Regions from separate parts of the Mus musculus genome. Here region 2 is linked to region 1. The links are chromatin contacts, called in public Hi-C maps. All regions are on one chromosome and are shown on one strand. Each heading gives the region's core, a stretch centred on a gene start, on an enhancer-like site or on the middle of the called end of the contact. The rest is flanking DNA. Distances are from core to core; before and after follow the strand shown.

What was found. A called contact is a pair of places that touch in the nucleus more often than the background predicts.
Region 2: a Hi-C map of large pre-B cells shows a contact between it and region 1, with 1.7 times the contacts expected there. The contact joins the promoter of Inip here to the enhancer-like site in region 1. A contact is called at or near these places in 1 of 39 promoter capture datasets (macrophages), 1 of 484 Hi-C or Micro-C datasets (large pre-B cells), 4 of 115 datasets of contacts at active chromatin or transcription factors (embryonic fibroblasts and embryonic stem cells) and 2 of 9 other capture datasets (adipose tissue and liver).

Annotation. Positions count from the first base shown.
Region 1 is chr4:59,743,965-59,749,057 of GRCm38.p6, reverse strand. The region is part of intron 3 of E130308A19Rik (RIKEN cDNA E130308A19 gene); the gene reads right to left. Among named protein-coding and RNA genes, the nearest start is that of Inip, 37 kb to the left of the region's middle. Within about 2 kb of position 1,652, at least 7 of the 459 cell types and tissues checked have an H3K27ac peak or open chromatin away from gene starts, as enhancers often do.
Region 2 is chr4:59,781,562-59,787,216 of GRCm38.p6, reverse strand. It overlaps Inip (INTS3 and NABP interacting protein), which reads left to right and starts at 3,362. Exons shown (of 5, transcript NM_001013577.1): 1 at 3,362-3,489; 2 at 4,883-4,963. The coding sequence starts at 4,939.

The DNA of each region.
Region 1 (5,093 bases), core at 403-2,902:
AGGTCCACGTGTCAGTCCTTAACACATGCACATAGACGCAACACTAAATGGACTCAGCAGATCATGTATGTGTGTGTAATATACATGTGTGTGTGAAAGAAAGGTACAAAATTTGAGTCCATTTTGTGAGACCACAGAGTTTCCTAATATAGACACATAGAAAACACACACACACACACACACACACACACACACACACCAATAATTAGAGAAGACGTCATGAATTTGAGATGGAGTTGGAACATGACAGGAGTTGCAGGGGGTGAGAGGAATCACAGTAAGGAGAGATGGAAATGATAAGCACAATATTATGTGTGGAACCTCAAAAAAGTAGAAAAAATTACATTAAAAAGAAGTCCAAGTGTCCACTTTTATATTATGTACACTTTACATACGGAGGCAGCTCCCTCTGATCTCAGGCAGCCTGGGGTACGTAGCAGGTAGCACAAGCCAGTCAAGGCTGTATTTTTCCAGGCGGTTCCGCGGTTCAGGATGCTGAGATTACATGTGTGGGTCGCCATGCCTTGCTAGGTCACAGCTATTAGTCACAGTCATCCTTACATGACAGAAGCCAAGTTTATAAGCTGCTGCCAGCCTTTCTCCATATGACACAGTAAGCTGACTCTCAATAGTTAAAGTAAAATTACTTTTTGCAATTTTTTTAAGAGACTAGACACCTTGGGAATGGGAAATATTTGACAAGTCTGGAAACAGGCCAGAATGCGCTGCTTCTTCTATTGCAAGCAATACACCCTGTGTGGGTCGATGCTTCTGGAACTGCCTTATTAAGCGTGTAGTATTTCATGGAAACCAAGAAAAATGTTCTATGTGTGTGGAGTGCTCCTGATACTCAGATTAAGTCATTGACATGACACGTTCGTCAGCACAAACCCCGATGGCGAGCTACTCCGGCTTCTTGTTGGTGCTGGTGGGGACCTGGTCATGAATTTGTGCAGCTCTCGTCTTTAAGGAGCTTTGGGACCATGTGAGGCAGTGGCAGGCAATCTGAGAAGATCCCTCCACTGGAAAGCACAGTGGCTAACCTTCCTCCTCAGCTGGACTAAGGGACGCCAGGGCACTAGTGTAGGTGTTTCTAGGGCATTGTAGGCAGCACCAATCATGGGGTCCAGGACTGAATCAAAAAGGGGGACAGGAGGGCTGGGAATGGAGTTCAATAGGTCTATTGCTTGCCCAGCATGCAGAAGCTCTGGATTCTGTCCCCAGCACCACATATGCCAGAAATGAAGGCAGGGGCTCAGAAATAGGGGAAAAAAGGGGCGGGGACTCCTCTGCCCTGACTCACTCAGTTGTAAATAAGAAGCCTCTTGCCCTGATACCATTCCTTACCGTTTTTCTACATCAAGTGGCTCCTTGTGTGGGACTGGTCATGGCGACCAGAAACATAACTAACACAGAACTGTAATACAGATGCAAAGGCCATGGGACCCAGGTGACAGGGGGGACGGAGTTTAGGAATGGCAGAGACAGAACTTGGACTCATTCTGTGAGACCACATAGAATGTTTCCGAATACACTCACAGAAGAGAAGGCATTTTAGGCAGAATAGCAGCAAGTTTGTTGGTGAGAGATGGCTGACACAGGAAAGGGCTGCAGCTGTGTCCCTGTCCCTGAGCAGTGCCGCACAGGGAGCCAGCCCACAAGGTCAAGAGGGTGGGACTGATCTCCAGGGCAAAGGAAGCTATGAGGGTGGTTTTTCTTGCAGTTGCTTCTTTTGAATCCTCCTAGGAATTGGTTCCTCTGATCTACGTTCCCCTGTCTGGCACGTGGTTCTTCACAGAATCCTTTCTGGGTTTTCGTAAGGTTGGCAGTAATATGCCCCTTGTTACTGCTTTTGGCATTTTACATTCTTTTATATTGTTTAATCTTAATTCCTTTTCTTTTCTTCTTAAAAAAAAAATGAGGCAGTGTCTCACTATAAACTCCAGGCTGTCCTTTAACTCGCAATCATCCTGCCTCTGTCTCCGCAGTGTAGCAGCAAAGGCACGAACCACCACACCCAGTTTACCCCACTTTTCAGGCATAACCTTACTGTATGCTACGTTCCAGAAAGTCTTCCGGTCTTGCTTGCAAATTGTTATCTTGTCATCTGAATCTAAAACTGTTTTTTTTTTTTAATTTGTTTTGTTTTTTGGGGGGACAGAATGTTTGAAGTAGGCCTGGGAAGACTGGAACTCACTACGTGGCTGAGGCTGACCTTGAACTTGCCACAATCCTTTGGCCCCAGTCTCCCAAGTGCTGAAACTACATGTGTGCCACCAGGCCCAACCCAGACCTGCTTTTCAAGTTATTTCAACATCATATTTATTGATTGATTTATACCTTTTATATTTGTATTTTATTCATAACATAAACATTTAGAGTAACCTATATTTTTCCTATAAAAACTACTTTTGCTGCATTTTTTACTCCTCCATATTTGATTATATACATATCTTCTATTGTTTAAATTTGTTTGTTCGTGGGGGTGGGGGTTGAGACACGGTTCCTCTGTGTTGTCCTGGCCATCTTGGAATTCCTTGGTAGACCAGGCTGGCCTCAAACCCAGGGATTCATCTGCCTCTGCCTCCTGAGTGCTGGGATCAAAGGTGTGTGCCACTACTACCTGGCTTATTAATTAACATTTGGGGAGCAGGCCCAGGAATAATGCACCATTACATGAAAATCTAAATGGCAGAATGAGCACTCTGAGTCATTCTGGTCAGCACAGTCCTAGGTCTAGAGGACCCGCGGCTCCAGGCAGCATCCTTTGGTGCCCATTATAATGTGATAAGGACATACAGCTGAAGAGACCACTTACTTGCCAGATAGAAAGAAATAAGTTTATGACTGACCAGAAAACCTCTTCCCTGCTGGCTAGTTTCCATAGTGTCAGAAGGTTCTATACAGCCAACTGGGGGAGAAAAGACATCAGTGGTCTTATGTATAAAATCCTCAAATTATAGATGAACTATTTTCATATGTAAACCAGGAGTAACCCTTGGAGTTCAGAGTTTGCTGAGAATTAAAGTTGATGCTTAACTGATTTATATTTTCTCAATGAGCCTGTGGGGCGATGGACTCAGAAAACACTGTGAGACCAAGTGACCATAATCAGCTCCTTAATATTCTATAGCCACAGGCTCACCCTCATTGAACATTAACCATATACTTGAGAGATGCAATTAAACTATTTACATACCTTGAGCTGATTCCGTTTATTTAAAATGGATTTTTTTTTGTCACATAACATATCTGATTATGGTTTCCCCTCTCCAATCCTCTCAGTCCTTCCCTACCTCCCCTCCCAACCAGATCTACCCTCTTTCTGCCTCTTTAGAAAACAAACAGGATTCCAAGGGATAATAATAAAATATAACAGAACAAAAAGTAACACATTGGAGATGGACAAGGACCAGAAGGAAAAGCTCACAGGAAGGCACAAGAATCACAGACCACTCATGTGCACCCTCAGGATTTCCACTAAACTGGAAGCTGTAACACACATGCAGGGACCTGGCTCAGACCTGTGCACGCTGCCATAGTCTTTGCATGAGCTTTTGATCATGTTGGTTTAGAGGGCCTTGTTTTCTTGATGTCCTCAGTCCCCTCTTGCTCTTACACTCTTTCTGCCTCTTCTTCAGGGTTCTCTGATCTCTGAGGGGAGGGATTTGATGGAGATAACCCATTTAGGGCCGAGTGTTCCAAGGTCTCTCTCACTCTCTGCATAAGGCCTGGGTGTAGGTCTCTGTATTTATTTATTCCCATCTGCTGTAGGAGAAAGCCTCTCGGCAGATGGTTAAGCAAGACACTTAGCTCTGTGTATAGCAGAATATCATTAGGAGTCATTTTATTGATACCTTTGTTGTTGTTGTTTTCAGAACAGGAGTATTTGGTCTTACCCTAGGTCCCCGGGCTATCTATTCTTTGATTCTTGGTCAACTAAGTGGTGTCAGTAAGGGTTCCATCGTGTGGAGTGGCCCTTATGTCAAATCAGATATTGGATGGTCACTCCCACAAACTTTAATCCACCATTGCATTAGCATGTAGGCAGGACAACATCATGAATTAAAAGGTTTGGTGTGTGTGTGTGTGTGTGTGTGTGTGTGTGTGTGTGTAGTTTGCAGAGAAGCTTCCTATCCCAAAGGGGTTAGAATCTTCCTATCCCAAAGGGGTTAGAATGTAGGGACGAAGTCTATATATAGGCACTAGGTCAACTTTTCCATGTTCAATGAGTTGTGTAGGTGTTATCTTCATCAACGAGGCTTTGCTGACAGTTTGTGAATAACAACCTATAGTCTTAGCAACAGTCTGGGTTGTTTAAGGACAAAAAAACTCAATTAGATGGAAGCCAATCTCAGTACTAGAGATTGGTGACAACAGATGTCTAGCTGGGGCCCTGTCTCTCTCATTATTTGGCATCATTTAGATTGTCTTTATATATGTATACATTTTTTAGGAAGCTTCTACTGTATTGTTTCCATACCAACCCTCAAATGGTCCTTAATTTTAGCTGTCTCTCCCTATATTCCCTCCCTCATCCATTTCTCTTAGATTTTTCTGATTTAGCAGCATATAAGTTTTAATGTACGTCCTTATGGATTCTCTGAATTTCCTTGGTATCTGCTGTTCTGTCCCTCTTTTCACTTCTAATTTATTTTGGATATTCCCTCTCCATCTTTCAGTTAATTTGGATAAAAGTTTGCCAATCTTGTTTTCTCAAATGATCAACTCTTTGCCTCCCTGATTCTTTTTGTTTGAGAGTTTCTTTTCTACTGGGTTTCAGCCCTGAGTTTCACTGTTTCTTGCCATCTACTATTTTGGGGTGTGATTTCTTCTTCATATAGGCACCTAGTTCCATGAACTTGTCTCTTGGAACCACCTTCACTGTGTCCCAGAAGTTTGGGTATGGTGTGTTTTCATTTTCATTCACTTCTAGAAACTCTTTCCTGTCTTCCTTGATTTCTGTCTTGGCCCAATTTCCATTCAGTAGCAAGTTGTTCAGTCAGTTCCTATGAGTTAGTAAGCCTTCTGTTATCTCTGCTGCTGCTGCTATCCAACTTTAGTAAGTGGTGGTCAGATAGGATGCAGGGTGC
Region 2 (5,655 bases), core at 2,113-4,612, 36 kb before region 1:
TAAATAACCCATGGAAAACACCAGGGTTCAATAGAGCCAATAACGAGGCGGGCTTCAGTCTAATTACAAATTATCACACATTAAAGAATGGAGGATGCATGGCAGCTAGTAGCATATAGCCATGTATCTACTTTCCTTGTCTTCATGCAAAGCAGGAGATGTTCAAGTCCAACCACATATTATCACACAGCCAGGCATGGGGATGCAGAGAGAGAGTAAAAAGTTTGGATACCAGTACCCACTTACAGGTATAATCCTTAGGCGACCAACATCCAATACCTTCACCATCAATTCCAAACTATTCATCTTTCCTTATCTGGTAAAACTGTCAGTTCTCTCATACTGTCCCGTGCTCCGCTCTTTGCTGCCATCTACCGGACAGATCGATGAGTGCCTCCCCCGCCTCGCTGCCCCTCTCTCTCATCAAACCTGCTAGCTATCTTTGTAGAGAAAATATCTTGAAGATAATTCATTCTAAAGGAATCAGGCCATTTTCTCTTACCTAGATGATCCTCTTCCAAGGCTAACAATATCCCAAAAACCAACCAAGCAGACAAACAGCAACAACAACAACAACAACAACAACAACAAAACACTTGCTGCTCTCCCAGAGGACCCAGGTTTCCACCTGTACATTCAAACACATAAAATTAAAACAAACAAACAAACAAAGAGATACCTCTAATCAATGGTTCATACATCCTAGGCCTAGCTCCTCTGGAAGCTGAGTCAGTAGTAGTACTTAAGCCCACGTGCTTGAGAATAGCCTGCGTGACATAATAAGAGAAAGGAGAAAGAAAAGAGAATGCACAAATAGTCTCCTGGGTGGTTCTATGGTTCAGGCTCCTTTTGGTTATACAAGTTCACAATACCTCCCTCCCCTTGTTTTTGAGACAGGGTCTCCCTATGCAGCCCTGACTGGCCTATAGAAGTTCCAAGAACTCTCAAGGAGAAAACAAAATGATTTCAAGGGTTACTAGTCACAAAAATCAAAGGCAAAACAATTGGCCATGAGTAAAATTTATCTTTCTGCTGATCATGTTCCCCCTTTTTAGTCATACTGAACTGGTCAGGGAACTACGAATTGTTTTAGAGGAACTTTCTTCCACTCCTTAAACAATGTTCTTTTAGAATGCCCACTATTTTAATGTGTTATTATTTTAACTACTGTGTAGGCAGTTATAATAGTAAGATGTATGTATTCACGAGGTCATGATCAGGGGAGTAAACATTTTCAGCTGTTAACCCTTTTATTTCCCCCGTTTGGGAATTAAAGAGATTCCTGTGCCCTGGTTCTTGCACTGACTACTTGCGCAACAGGAAAAAAAAAATTCTCCTAAGAATAGAGATCTTATTTATTTTTTAAGTCAGCCTCGGCCTCACCAGGACCTTTTAACTGAAAGAATTTGTTAGGATTTTAAAGCTTGAATAAAGCTGTGTTTTCCCAGCAGATCACAGAAGAGACTCAAACTTTATTACCAACATGCTTTATATTTTCATTAGTTACTGGAACTGGATGTGAAGGCTCAGGCCTGTAAGTGCCAGCATTCAGGAAGTTGAGACAGGAGTTTTCCCATCTGCAGCCTGGGCTACAAAGTGAGTTCAAGGACAGCCTCTGTGTATCAAAACCCTGTCTCAACGGGGGTGGGGTGGGGTGGGGAATCACAATGAGCTGGTTCCAGAGGAATCCCTAATACTTTGACCCTTTAATGCAGTTCCTCACGTTGTGGTGACTCCAGACATAAGATTATTTTCTCTGCTGTTTCATAACTGTAATTTTGCTTCTGTTATGAATCATAGTGTAAATATCTGATATGAAGGATACCTTATATGTTATCCCTGTACACAAGTTGAAAACTGCTATTCTAGGGCAAAGACAATATTCAGAAGTTAAGAATTTGGTAGAGTTTTGGGGTTTTAGCTCAGCTCATTGCTGGATACAATGTAGTAACACCTCTGCTTCCCATATACAAATCACAGGAAGGCATAAACTAATGTAGAGCAAGCACCTAGCACGTGGAAAACATGCAACAATTTTTTTTTTCTGTGAACTAAGTAAATCTTTGGTATTGAACTTACTGTTTCAGTCCTGGACTGTGCATTGTAAACATTAGCAAACATCAATTATTATTTTAGAAATAAGGTTTAAGTAGTCAATACTGACCTTAAACTTGCTATGTTCCTTGTTCAAGCTACATACCTTGGACAAAAGATCCTCTTCCCACTAAATTCCCAAGGCTGGATTAAGAAGTATACACTACCATGCCCAATTTTATGTGGTGTGAGGTATCAAATTCAGGGCCTCCTGTGTCCTAGACAAGGACTCTACCAATTTAGCTACATCTCCAACATCCCAAATATTAATTAAGAGCACAGGTGCAAGTTGTGGAGAGTGGTTGATAATCACAGAACAAATACACCTTAAAACATATTTATGTCTTTTGCATTTCTGTTTATTTGTTTGTTTGTTTGCAAATAGGGTTTCTCTGGGTAGCCCTGGCTGTCCTGGAACTCGCTTTGAAGGTTGGCCTTGAATTCATAGAGCTATGCCTGGCTCTGCCCCCCCCCCCCCCCCCCCACGCCACCACCGCCTGGCAAACGCTTTTACGTCTTAAGGTAAACGTCTGGATTTAGCGTGAGGCTATGCAGCATAGGGTAACTTCCAGTAGCATCTTGGTGTGGCGTTCACTCTTTTGTTTGTTTGCTTTTGAGTCGGGGGTTTCTCTGTGTAATCCTGACTGTCCTGGAGTTTGCTATGCAGACCTGGATGGCCTCAAACTTCGAGAGATCCGAGATCCGTCTCTGCCTCCAAGAGTGCTGGGATCAAAAGCATGCCTCACTGCTCTCAGCCGACACTTTCATTTTTAAAATTCAGATTATGCACACTAGTGAAAACTTGTACCTATTTAGTGCTCACCTTGTGTATAATTATTGACTCAGACGGTAAACAACAAAAATATTCCTGGGATGGTTGTTAAAACCTGAAAGTGTGCTCAACCTCCCTCTGAAGCTCTACTGAAGTGGATTAACATCAGGGTTAAATAAATCCTGACAGACAGACAGACAGACAGACAGACAGACAGACAGACAGACAGCTAATCTCCTGCAAACCTGAAGGGGAAAAAAAAAGAATCAATTTAGGTGCTAGGGACCCTGCTCTATTCCTGCCAATCAGCGTTTGGCTCCGCCCCCAATTGTACGGCCTGCATCTCCCGTGAGCCTCTTCGACTGTCATTCTTCGGAAGGGAAACCCTTTCCGGCCGAAGAAACGCTTAAACTACGAATCACTTGGGGTAGCGTCCGTTGCGTCCAGTCGATAGGCGGGACTTCCGCTTCCAGGGGGCCCGTCAGTCAGGAGGCGGAAGTTGGTGCCGGCGGGAAGGTTGTAGCGCGGTGCATTGCTGCACTCTCGCCGGGTTCTGCGTGGGCGCGCCCCCCTGCACGGCTGCGACCGGACAGCGAGCTTTCTCCAGGCTCCTCGCATTCCGGGTAAGTAAAAAGGACTGGTGACGCCAAGAGAAGGGTGGCCCGAACGCTGGCCACGGGGCAGCGGCCTCGCGCGGCATAGTGTGCGAGGGTTTCTCACTTCCCGTTGGGTTTCGCCCACCCCGCGCGCGGGCGGGGACTCCTGGGTCACCCTGACCCTTTCTCAGGGTGGCCTTGATAGCCTTCGGTACGAGCTCGGCTTCGCCCATGCCGTGCTCCAGCCCCAGCCGTGGGAGACGCGAGTCCTTTCCACCCGGCATCTGCTTAGAGCTCGTGTCTTCGCTCAACAATAGTTCTCTACTTCCGCAATCCCGTTCGCGCCTTGTTTTGTTTTGAGTCAGGGTCGGGCTGTGTAGCCCTGGTTGGCCGGGTACTCGGGGTTCTTCTGCCTCATCTTCCAGAGGGCTGGAATTACCGCTATGCGCGGTCACGTTTTTAAAGAGCACATTTGTTAAATTAGTTTTCCTTCCCCCGCCCCCTCCATCCCCAATCCCGTGTGATTACTTGAATGAAACTCAAGGGTCGAGGAGTTTGTCTTGTGATTCCGGCGTGGCCAAATGCAAAACTTTTATTTCTAAACTTAGAGATGAGCAGGCTTGGGGTTGGAGAGGTGGCTCAGCCGGTAAGAGCACTTGCCCAAGCATTAGGGTCTGTGTTGGAATCTCCCGGCATCCATGGCCGAAGACAGACACCTGCACCCCAGAGCTGAGGGAAGGCAGAGACGGAGGATCGGTGAGGGTGGCAGCCTAGCTCCGGGCTCAGTGAGAGACCCTGTTTTCAAGGGAAGAAGGTAGAGAGTGATAGCACAAGGCATCTGATGCCTTTTCCTGCCCTGCTCACACATGCACCACACACACAAAGGAACCAGGAGTCCAGGTTTCCTTACTAGTTTTGTGACTGTTGGCCTCCACGTACATAAAAATGCTCATTAAAAAACATTTTTGGGGACACATCTTACACAATATATGGCGCAGAGTAGATACTTGTTAGGTTGGTTGGTTCTTTCTTTCCTTCTTTCTTTCACCAGCACAGCAAATGCTGGAATTTGTTTTTTAAATGAACGGAGAGTGCTTTTTATAGAATTTTATTTTTCTTCCTAGCACTGATTATGTGGATACTTTACAAAAGGTTGATATATTTGGTAAATACATCTTGATGATGTAAATTAAAAGTTATGCTAAATGTTGGTATTAACAACTTAAGTCCTAGAAAAAAAAAATGTTCATTTAATGAAGTGCATGAGGAATTTGCAGAGCTAAATTTCTGATTTAAGTCTGTGTTTTTTACGTGTATCTTTCTTAAGAGACTAAGAAACCAAACTCAGCCTAGCTGTTCTTTTTTGAGTCTGTAATTTAAGGCCAGTGCATTTTATGTGTGCACAAAAATTTTTTTACAGATGATTGTAAAGTCCTGATCAGTGGCCACTGAATATAATTGACCCAGAATAGGAAGATGGCAGCAAATCCTTCAGGACAAGGTAATGCATGCTGGGACTTCTGTTATTACTAGGAACGTTCTCCCATACAGTAAATATATTTGAGGTAGAGAAAATTTAGTATAGAGCAGTTACTGCATCCAGAATTATGAATAGCAAAGTGGAATCTCCCAATTTAAAATCAGTTTAGCACTGTATTAGCAACATATTTTTTAACATTACTAATTCTTTACTTTAACCTGTCAAGATTAGTGATTCACATCGTAAACTTTTTTCCTTCTATTTACTTTTGTATAGCGTGCATCTGTGTATCTGCATGTTTGCATGTGTATGGGTGCATGTGTGTGTAGGGGTGGGCGTGCATGTGGAGACTAGAGGTTAACATCGAGGATCATCTTCCAGCACTTTGCACCTAATTCATTGAGGCAGGGTCTCTCAGTCAAATCCAGGGCTTGCCCATTGGCTACTCTCGCTAGCCAGCTTTCTCTACCGTTCCCCTCTCTGCCTTCCAAGGCTGAAATTATGCTACATATATGTGGGTTCTCGGGATCTAAACCCTGGTCCTCATGATTTTTGGGAACAAGTGCTTAACCACTGAACCACCTCCCCAGCCCACATCATAAACTGTATCCTCTGGCATCTGTTTTCTTGCTTTTAAAACCGTTGTCAGATAATAACCATGCCTTTATCTTCATTGCTATAAAAGTTTCAGTCATTTCACCTGTTACGTTTTT